Linked DNA regions of Pan troglodytes: region 2 is linked to region 1. The links are chromatin contacts, called in public HiChIP or PLAC-seq maps. All regions are on one chromosome and are shown on one strand. The core of a region is the stretch at or near the end of the contact, and the rest is flanking DNA. Distances in the headings are between cores, read along the strand shown.

Region 1 (4,095 bases), core at 1,148-3,647:
GCAAAGATTGGCATGTTCTATTACCAAATGCTCCCTGCTGATGTATTTGTGACCATATAGATATATTTGTTTCTAGAACATGCAGTGACATTGTTTTATTGGGGGTGACTTTTACCTGAGCCATTATAAATAGCACATTTATTTGAAGAAGGAAACCTGTTGGAGAACTGTAATATAAATTCAACAAACAAATAGTAAGACAACTGTTTCTTACTCATCACATCATTAAGAAAGTTGCTTAACATCTCTGAGCCTCAGGTTCTTCATTTGTGACATCTGTAATATCCACCTTTCTATATCTCAATTTGTTAGTAATAAAGATGACATGTGAAAGTGCCTTTTAACTGTAAAATGTCATGCAAATGCAAGCGTGTTATTAATGATTAAGGTAGTCCTTTAGTGTTTCAAATCTCCTATTTGAAACTCAACTCTCAATGCTTGCATCTTCCAACTACAGGAACTCAAATGGACCCAAAGCACTAACATTAAACTACAGTGCCCCCTAGCACATGTAGGAGGTCAAGGCAGCTTACAGGCTTCATGAATAAGCCTACCACAGATGGTTCTTTTGCCTGAGGGAAGAACTACTAATTGTACTTTTGGACAATTTCCATTTGTCCAAAAGGAAAAAACATTTAGGCATTTTCTTCAATACTTTCCCGTAACATTGTTTTTATTTTAATTTTTAAAAGGGAGTAAAAAAGTTAATATCCTTTACTATGTAAATTTTCCTCTGGTGGCTTTAAATTAAGAGTATTTCTAAAAGAACAGCCCTAGATTTATCTTAAGATTCACTGTGATGTTTCTGATTTATATTTGCTGACCTATTTTCACTCACCAAATTCTTTATAATCTAGCGTGAGAGAGGATATTGTTCATTGCACTCTTCACAGAGGTAGAATACAGTTAAGCTTTTATGCGAGATTGCACAGAAAGCTGTTATTATGAGCTTCAGCCCCCTAGTTTCTATACACATTAAATCCACCAAGAGATATAGAATCGTGTAAGGAAATGCTATAGAATATTTTAATATCAAAATGTAGAAATATTTGCTATCACACTTTTATAAAAGCCCAGATTAAAAATATATCAATTGCATTCTTCCATAGACTACAGTTCTTTGTTTATATTTGGTTCTTAATTTCACAAATTTCTATAGAAATTTATAAGTTCAAATGTTCCAGTACGTAAATTGGTTCCCAAAGTGATGAGTCCTTAGGAAACGGAACTTGCTGTATGAGTTTATTTTTTCCATGCTGTGCATTTAAGTATTAATCAGCACAGCTTTCAGGGATTTCTTTCTAATATCCTTTTCTATGTAAGATAAGGACTGCAATTCATTATACCATTGGAGGAGCCAGAGGCTTTGCTAAGCTTTGCCTTTCTTGACCGTTCATCTCAAATTTAATGAGAGCGTTGTGTGTGGGGGGGTGGGGGGGGGGGTGTGTGTGTGTGGCTATATTATATTGGTGACTGGACTTTAACTATGGCACAATGTTGGTTGCCTTTCAGGCTAATCGTCTCTCCGTTTCAGGAGGTCAAAGATCATTTCAGCCTCAGTGTGCTTTCTACCTGCCTACTAAGGGAGGCAGCAAATTTGGTCCTGGGCAACTGAGAGGTGACTTTTATCACCAGTTATTTTTCTTCACATCTTTCTATCAACATAATAGCTCAGGGAACACTCAAGAAATACAAAATTACACTTCACCAAGTACTAGCTTTCTGGGATGTGATCACTTCTAAGTGTAAACCTCTATTACCCTAGCAGTGGTCCCTGGCGTTCCTTTTATTCCTCTTATATATAAACATCACAAAAAATAACAACAAACCCTCAAGCCCACAGCAAAGAGAATGCAAGCACGGCACCTTCCCTCTTCGTACTGCCGTTTTAACTTGGTAGAGGAGGTTAAATTTTGGAGAGAATGGTGGCATTCGTAGGAGGGGCGGGGTAAAAGTGTTGTCTAATTACACGTTAATGGCAGAACTCGCCTTAACCACGTCCCTCCTGCACAGTGGTGAATTTCTCCTGTGTGTTCCTGTGTGGATCCCGAGACCCTTCTCGCTTTAAGAGAGCCTCCCGCGCCCCTCACTCCGCCCCTTCCCAAGTCTCTGGGCTCGTCAAAGCTTCCCGAGAGCCATGGTTGGTCCAGGCAGGCAATCGGAGCACCTCATGGAGCGGCTGCTAACCCAGGGTGGGGTGGGGTGGGGTGGAGGGGTCTGTTTGTAGTACTCTCAGTCCTGATGTCACAGGCGCGGCAAGGACATCGCAAGGAGGAGTCGGATTACAGTAAGGATGGGCAGTGCAGCAGGCAGCCCGAGCGCACTCTCCAGCCGCCGGGGATCTTAGCCCTGGAAAGGCAGCCTGCAAGGCGCTCATCCCGCGGAGGAGGCACGCTCTCGGCGCTCACTGCTCTCCACGCCGGGGACATTTCCACCGAATGTAGCATGAAACGGCTCTGCTCTACGTGCCAGCCTTGGGTGAGAGCTGATGCTGAAGACACCGCGGTGGGATTCCAGCTGTCTGATTAATGAGAAACATAATGTATTTTGGTGAGTGTTCACTCTGATGATGTAATTCTGGGGGTGTCCGGCTCTTCATCCGTGCAGACAAGCCCTTAAAAAATTCTTTAAGCAGCAAGAATATATTACATTAAACCTACCTCCAGTTGGCAACTGGAGGACCAAGCCGGTGCAGCCTTCAAAGCTTCCTTTGTGCCACAATTGGGGCTGTTAATTTAGCCGTGGATGAGTTTAAGTTGGAAAAGAAAAGAGACAGGGACATGTGGAGGGGGCGGGGGGGTAAACTTTGCCTTGATTTGCCTGAATGAAGTTGGCTCTTTTAGCTAGGTGAAGGAGAAATAGTGCAGCGTGGGAAGTCATGAGCTAACTTAATGGAATGTGAAACAAAGTTCCTATACAATTGATGCTGTGAAAGCTTAGTCAATATGAGCATTTCATTCAGTATTTGCTGGTTTTTCTTGTTCTGAGGCGGAAAAGGAAAACATTCTCTAGTGAGCAGTGTGGTTGAGCAGCTGAGAACACTTCTCTATATCATCTCAGTGCTCTGTCTAGCTAGGAGCAGCCTAGCACAAAATGCATATTATTTGAAACCTTTAGAGGTCTCGGAGATGTCAAATATTTGTGCAGTTTAGTTTTGTGCCACGGTAGAAACCTCAGTTAGGTTTTCAGTTGAGCTGCCTGCATTTCCAGAGAGCATGTTGAGGCTTGGATCCGAGCTATCAGTTGAGCACTGGAAGTGGGCTTGGAGCTGTGCATTTGCACTCTAACGCCGCAACTTACTGCTAGTACAGGAGGCAAGCCCCTTCACTAAATAAGAAGAAGTCAAAGATAAGGACTGAATATTTGTTCCTCCTCTCTGAAGTTATGCTTTCCTTCTGTAAGTCCTATCTGGCATCATCATTTAAGGGCATCTATGCGATATTAAAAGGTTTGATAGAGCAACTGGAGAGGGGCTAGGAAATGTATCCAAGATGCAAATGCTCTGATTTCTTGGTTTGCTTTAAATATTAAATCTAGCGTCTTCTTTCAGATTAAAGAGGTATTTAGGTAAACTTAGGTTGGAGCACTATTAGTTTGTTGGAAATTTATTTCTGTATGTACTATTTGCTCTGTTTTGTTTCCTTTAGGCTTTGAGACATTTGAGAGTGTGTGGAAGGAATCTAAGTTCCAAAAGCTAAATGCCTTTAGTTGTCTTGACAGTTTTGATTTGCCTATAATTTGTATCATATTAGAAGTCTTAAAATAACTGAAAATGATTTGGAAGAAACAATTTCATTGCATCGCCAAATTTAAGCAGAATCTATAGTTAAAAACCATCTCTTTCCAGTGGGTAGTAATGGAGGTGGTAAGCTTGTTTATTGGCCACTAACAGAGTTTATCATGCATATATTTTCATAAATGGAAAAGCTTGTAAAGATAATAGGTCTTTTGGACAAAATACAATTTCAGCATCAGTAATGATACTGAAGGATGATGAAACAGATTATAATTTTAGTTTATATTTTCACCCTCTTGAAACAATTCCTTATGTGATCGTCGTGAGGAAGTAGGGCCAATTAGAATAGCAGTAGAGTC
Region 2 (4,212 bases), core at 1,697-4,196, 130 kb before region 1:
ATAAAGCAAAGTGCAATAAAATGAGGTATAACTGTTTCTAACGCAGTGCTCATAAGTGAGTCTGATCCTACTGATCTAGATCACTTTTTTTTGTAACAAAATCATTCTTTTATAGTCATTTTATGCTTCTGGAACCTTTAAAAAAGGCCAAGGTAGGAAACCATAATGTCATTTGAAATACTTCATTTGGCTTAATTTGCATGCTATTTGCATACCCATAGTATTTTTACATATTTAAAAAGTAATTGCATTTATTAGCTTTAATGATGCCAGGGAGAGCCAAACTGTGGCCAGACCCTAATTTGGTGGACTGATTTAACATTTCAAGATTACATGAAAGAAGAGTTTGTTCCCCCACTTGCACATTCTTTTCCTTGAAAGATGAAACCATTAAAAAAGTATGACTGTCCACGCTTTTCTCCTATTCATTGTAAGATTAAAGGGATGACATTATAAAACCAACTGTAGTGTTATATAGTCATGCATCCTCCAAAGCTGAAGTTTTTATGTAACTCTCCAAATGAGGACTCTCTGGTGCCCTTTTCAATGAAGCGCCTAGTGGCTCAGAGACAGCTGCTTATTTTATGTTTAGTGATTCCTGACCTCTGTGACTATTTTTTAATTGAAGTGCTGTGGCATATTACAACAGCGGTGAGAAAAGCGTTGTATTTAGGATGTGTGAGGACTTGATACCTATGGTAATAAATTCATCTTAATAGCTTCCTGCCTTTGAAGAAGAAAGTTTACAGCAGATCAGCTAATACACAAAAGCCTACACCACTTCAAGAGTACAGTCTTGCTATTCGTATTAGGTGTTTTGATGACATAACTGTTCTTAATGCTAAACAACTATATTAAGAACAAAGACAAGAAGCATCTGCAAAAGTAGCTGAGAGCCAGCACTCTAATCCCAGAGATGGCAATAAACGGATCCCGTGTGTCCTCTCCAGAGCAGACAGTCTGTCACTTAGACAACACTAGTTTGGCAGAAATCATTTCTGAGAACAAACACTTTGGAGTCAAGAGGACTAAACTCATTGTACTTAAAGAACATGACAAACACAGGATTTTTTTTCCATTCATGATTTTTAAAAATTCAACAAGAGGTAAATTTTCATATCATTTGATTCCTTGTTAATGTCATTCAAGACAAGCAAAGTGTTTCTATCTTGATGTGTTTTACAAACTTGAGAAGTATTCAAATGATGAAAAATAACAAAGGCACATATTTTTTCTGGTAGTGTATCACAAGAGAACTACTGTTGGCAGCAAGTTCTGTCCTACCCTCCTGCTCTCCAAATGTACATGGCTCTTTTTATAAAATAGCTTTAGGGTTTGTATGAACCTAAATAAAAATTGTTTTATAAGGGCTTTCCCACATAAATGCAAAAAAGAACTTCAAATGTGCTTGATAAATAACTGCTGTGATATATAGTTGAAAATAACTTGCTAATCTTAGTAACAAAATGCTATATGACAGGCATGTCGTGTTACAGCTAAAATATTTAAATCTTCTCAATAGAAAATAGAAGCACATCCATGACTCAGAAATTCCACTTCATGGAATCTACCTAGAGGAAGAATCACTTGTTTCAATGAGAGCATTTAAATATGCTTCATTACGGTGCTGTTTATAACAATGGAAACATGGAAGCATGAAAATTGCTTACATGTGCAGTCATGTAGTGGAATACTATGCAGCTGTTAAAATACAAGTTGAAAAATAAAAAGGACTTCATGCAGATATTAGTGAGTGAAAACACAAAATAGATTTTCAAAGTATGATACACTTTTCTGTAAACATACACAAAACAATACTAATTTTTCTTTTTACACATATTAATGCCTTCATACTGCTGGAGCACTCATGAAACTGATAGTAGGGAGTTCCTTATGAAACAGGCTTGCTCACATGGCGCTTGAGTTGTATTTAAATGAGTTCATGAGACAATATCTCATAGTAATTAAGAATTTGAATCCACAGTCAGACTGCTTGCTTTCAAATCCAAACTCTCGTTTTTATGAGCTACATCACCTGGATAAGTTACTTAAGATCTCTCTATACCTTAGTTTCCTCATGTGTAAGATGTAGTAATAATATCTCCTCAGGAAGTTGCCTAGAGGATTGTATCAGTTACTATATTTTACTGAACCTAAGATGTCATCAATTCGAAGATGCAATGTTATGATACACCATCAGTTTCAAAGATGTCAAAATGGGAAAAGATCAGCATCTTAAAATGGAAGAATATATTTAAGGTACTTATAAATAGCACTTAATATAAGTTGTTTATCATTTTATCATGAAATCTTCATTGCTGTTGTAATTAAAATTAATAGTATATCAACACATAAAATAGAGATAACAGATGTATTAAAGAAGTTCATCTGTAACTTCCCAAATAAATTTATTGTGGAAAACCATAAAATAGGTTCTGATTACTTTTATTAGGTATCTCTACAAGCAGGTACGCTGATGCCTCAGCTCTAAAAGTGAGTCCGCATTGGTGGAGTTAATTTTCTTAGGTTCATCCATTACAAATCCCAATTCTATCAGCATCTGACATAGCAGCTCACGCATTTCACTGCAGGCCCCTTAAGAAAATTAGCTTTATTAACTAAGTACTAAAAATAGTTTATAATCCAGAGCAAACAAGAACTGCTATACAGCACAGCTGTGTTTTCCTTGAACCATTTCTGAGGCTCTCCAGAATCAATTATCACTAGTCATCTATTGTGCCTTATATTTATATGGAAAGATCAGGTTAAATTAATTAACTTTAAATAACTACCAAAGTGTGTGTGACACTGCTGTCATCCTTCTAATCTAACACGTTTCTGGGAATGTGCGTGCTCCCTAGAGTCACAGTCTCAGAGAATGGGTCATATATTGAGGGCATCTGCTCTTGAATTGATTCCCTTAGTGGATCAAAATTCCAGGCCACTGTGCTTTTGAGGCCCTACTTCAGGCTGTAATCGATGTTTGGCTACAGCGTTTGCTGGGTTGGTGCTCAGTTTCATACAGAGCCAAAGCAGGGTAGTTATGAAAATGCCCATTCCTATGCAAACAGAAAGAGTATCTGAAATGACCTTGTTTAACGAGTCTCAGTGTTTTGGTGTTCCACATGGTAAGTTTTGCCTTTTTCCTGTACAGGTCACTTAGGGCAGGCGAATAAACCTGATCCCATGGTAGTTACAGCCCTCTAGGAGTTCACAGTCATGGTGTTTTACTGCAAAAGCAAATGGATCATAGAAATTAAACTGAGCTTTAATTGTGTTAACAGTTGCTCTTAATCCTTCCTTGGAATGGGAAAAGTGTGGAAAGAAGTGCTTCTCTGCTTAATGGGCAAACGCATAATGTAAACAATGATTCTTTGGAAGATTAGTGATCCTAAAGAAAGCAATTAGAGAAAGAAAGAACCTTTAGACAGAAGCTAATGCTTAGTAGCTTGCAGCAGGGTAAAGCTGTACAGAATTTTATTTTCACATTAGATGGAATTCTTTCAAAGATTTTGTACTACAAAACAGGAAAATTGAGTTTTGGATAACTTTAAATGGTAAAAAAAAAAATCAAAAATATAAGAAAACTTGTTCTAACCCCTGTACTATTTTCTATCCATGAAATCATTATGGAAAAGCTGTTCTGTTCTTCATATTTACCCAGCACTGAGCACGAGGCATGAGACATAGTAGGTGCTCAATAAATGTAATAAATGTCAGTTGATTGAAGGGTTAAATGAAAACATGAGAAAGTAAGTCAGCCTTTAGAGTCATTCTTAGTCAACAGAATATATATATTATATATAATTTTTCATTTTCTTGAAGACAAATACTAGATTAAGTTGTGTTAACAGATAAAACTCACAGGCAGTCAGTGGCTCTCTAGTGATCCCCAAATCATCCCAAAATGATTATATCCATCCCGTTTTGACCAGGCTGAATGAAGACAGTTACTCTGAGGCACCCCTAATAGATAAGCAATAGGACAAAGAAAAAAAAAAAAAACACCAGATTTGGAATAAAAAGTTCTACCAATTACAAGATATGTGTTTTGAAAAATTCCAAACATTTTCTATCCCTCAGGTTTTTTGTTTGTTTGTTTGCTTGCTTGCTTTACACTTACAAGATGCAAACAATATCATTCCTGATATCACAGCTTAAACTGAATATTATATTATGTGTGAAAATACTTTGGGAGACTGTAAAGCAGTA

What was found. HiChIP or PLAC-seq counts read pairs in DNA pulled down with a chosen protein or histone mark.
Region 2: an H3K4me3 HiChIP or PLAC-seq map of stem cell-derived excitatory neurons shows a contact between it and region 1, with 4 times the contacts expected there. The contact joins two enhancer-like sites. A contact is called at or near these places in 2 of 7 Hi-C or Micro-C datasets (induced pluripotent stem cells and stem cell-derived neural progenitor cells) and 1 of 1 datasets of contacts at active chromatin or transcription factors (stem cell-derived excitatory neurons).

Annotation. Positions count from the first base shown.
Region 1 is chr2:25,745,898-25,749,992 of NHGRI_mPanTro3-v2.0_pri, reverse strand. The region is part of intron 7 of ZNF385D (zinc finger protein 385D); the gene reads left to right. Among named protein-coding and RNA genes, the nearest start is that of ZNF385D, 630 kb to the left of the region's middle. Within about 2 kb of position 2,397, at least 8 of the 24 cell types and tissues checked have an H3K27ac peak or open chromatin away from gene starts, as enhancers often do. A contact at or near this core is called in stem cell-derived excitatory neurons, where this site is marked.
Region 2 is chr2:25,876,040-25,880,251 of NHGRI_mPanTro3-v2.0_pri, reverse strand. The region is part of intron 4 of ZNF385D (zinc finger protein 385D); the gene reads left to right. Among named protein-coding and RNA genes, the nearest start is that of ZNF385D, 500 kb to the left of the region's middle. Within about 2 kb of position 2,946, at least 1 of the 24 cell types and tissues checked has an H3K27ac peak or open chromatin away from gene starts, as enhancers often do. A contact at or near this core is called in stem cell-derived excitatory neurons, where this site is marked.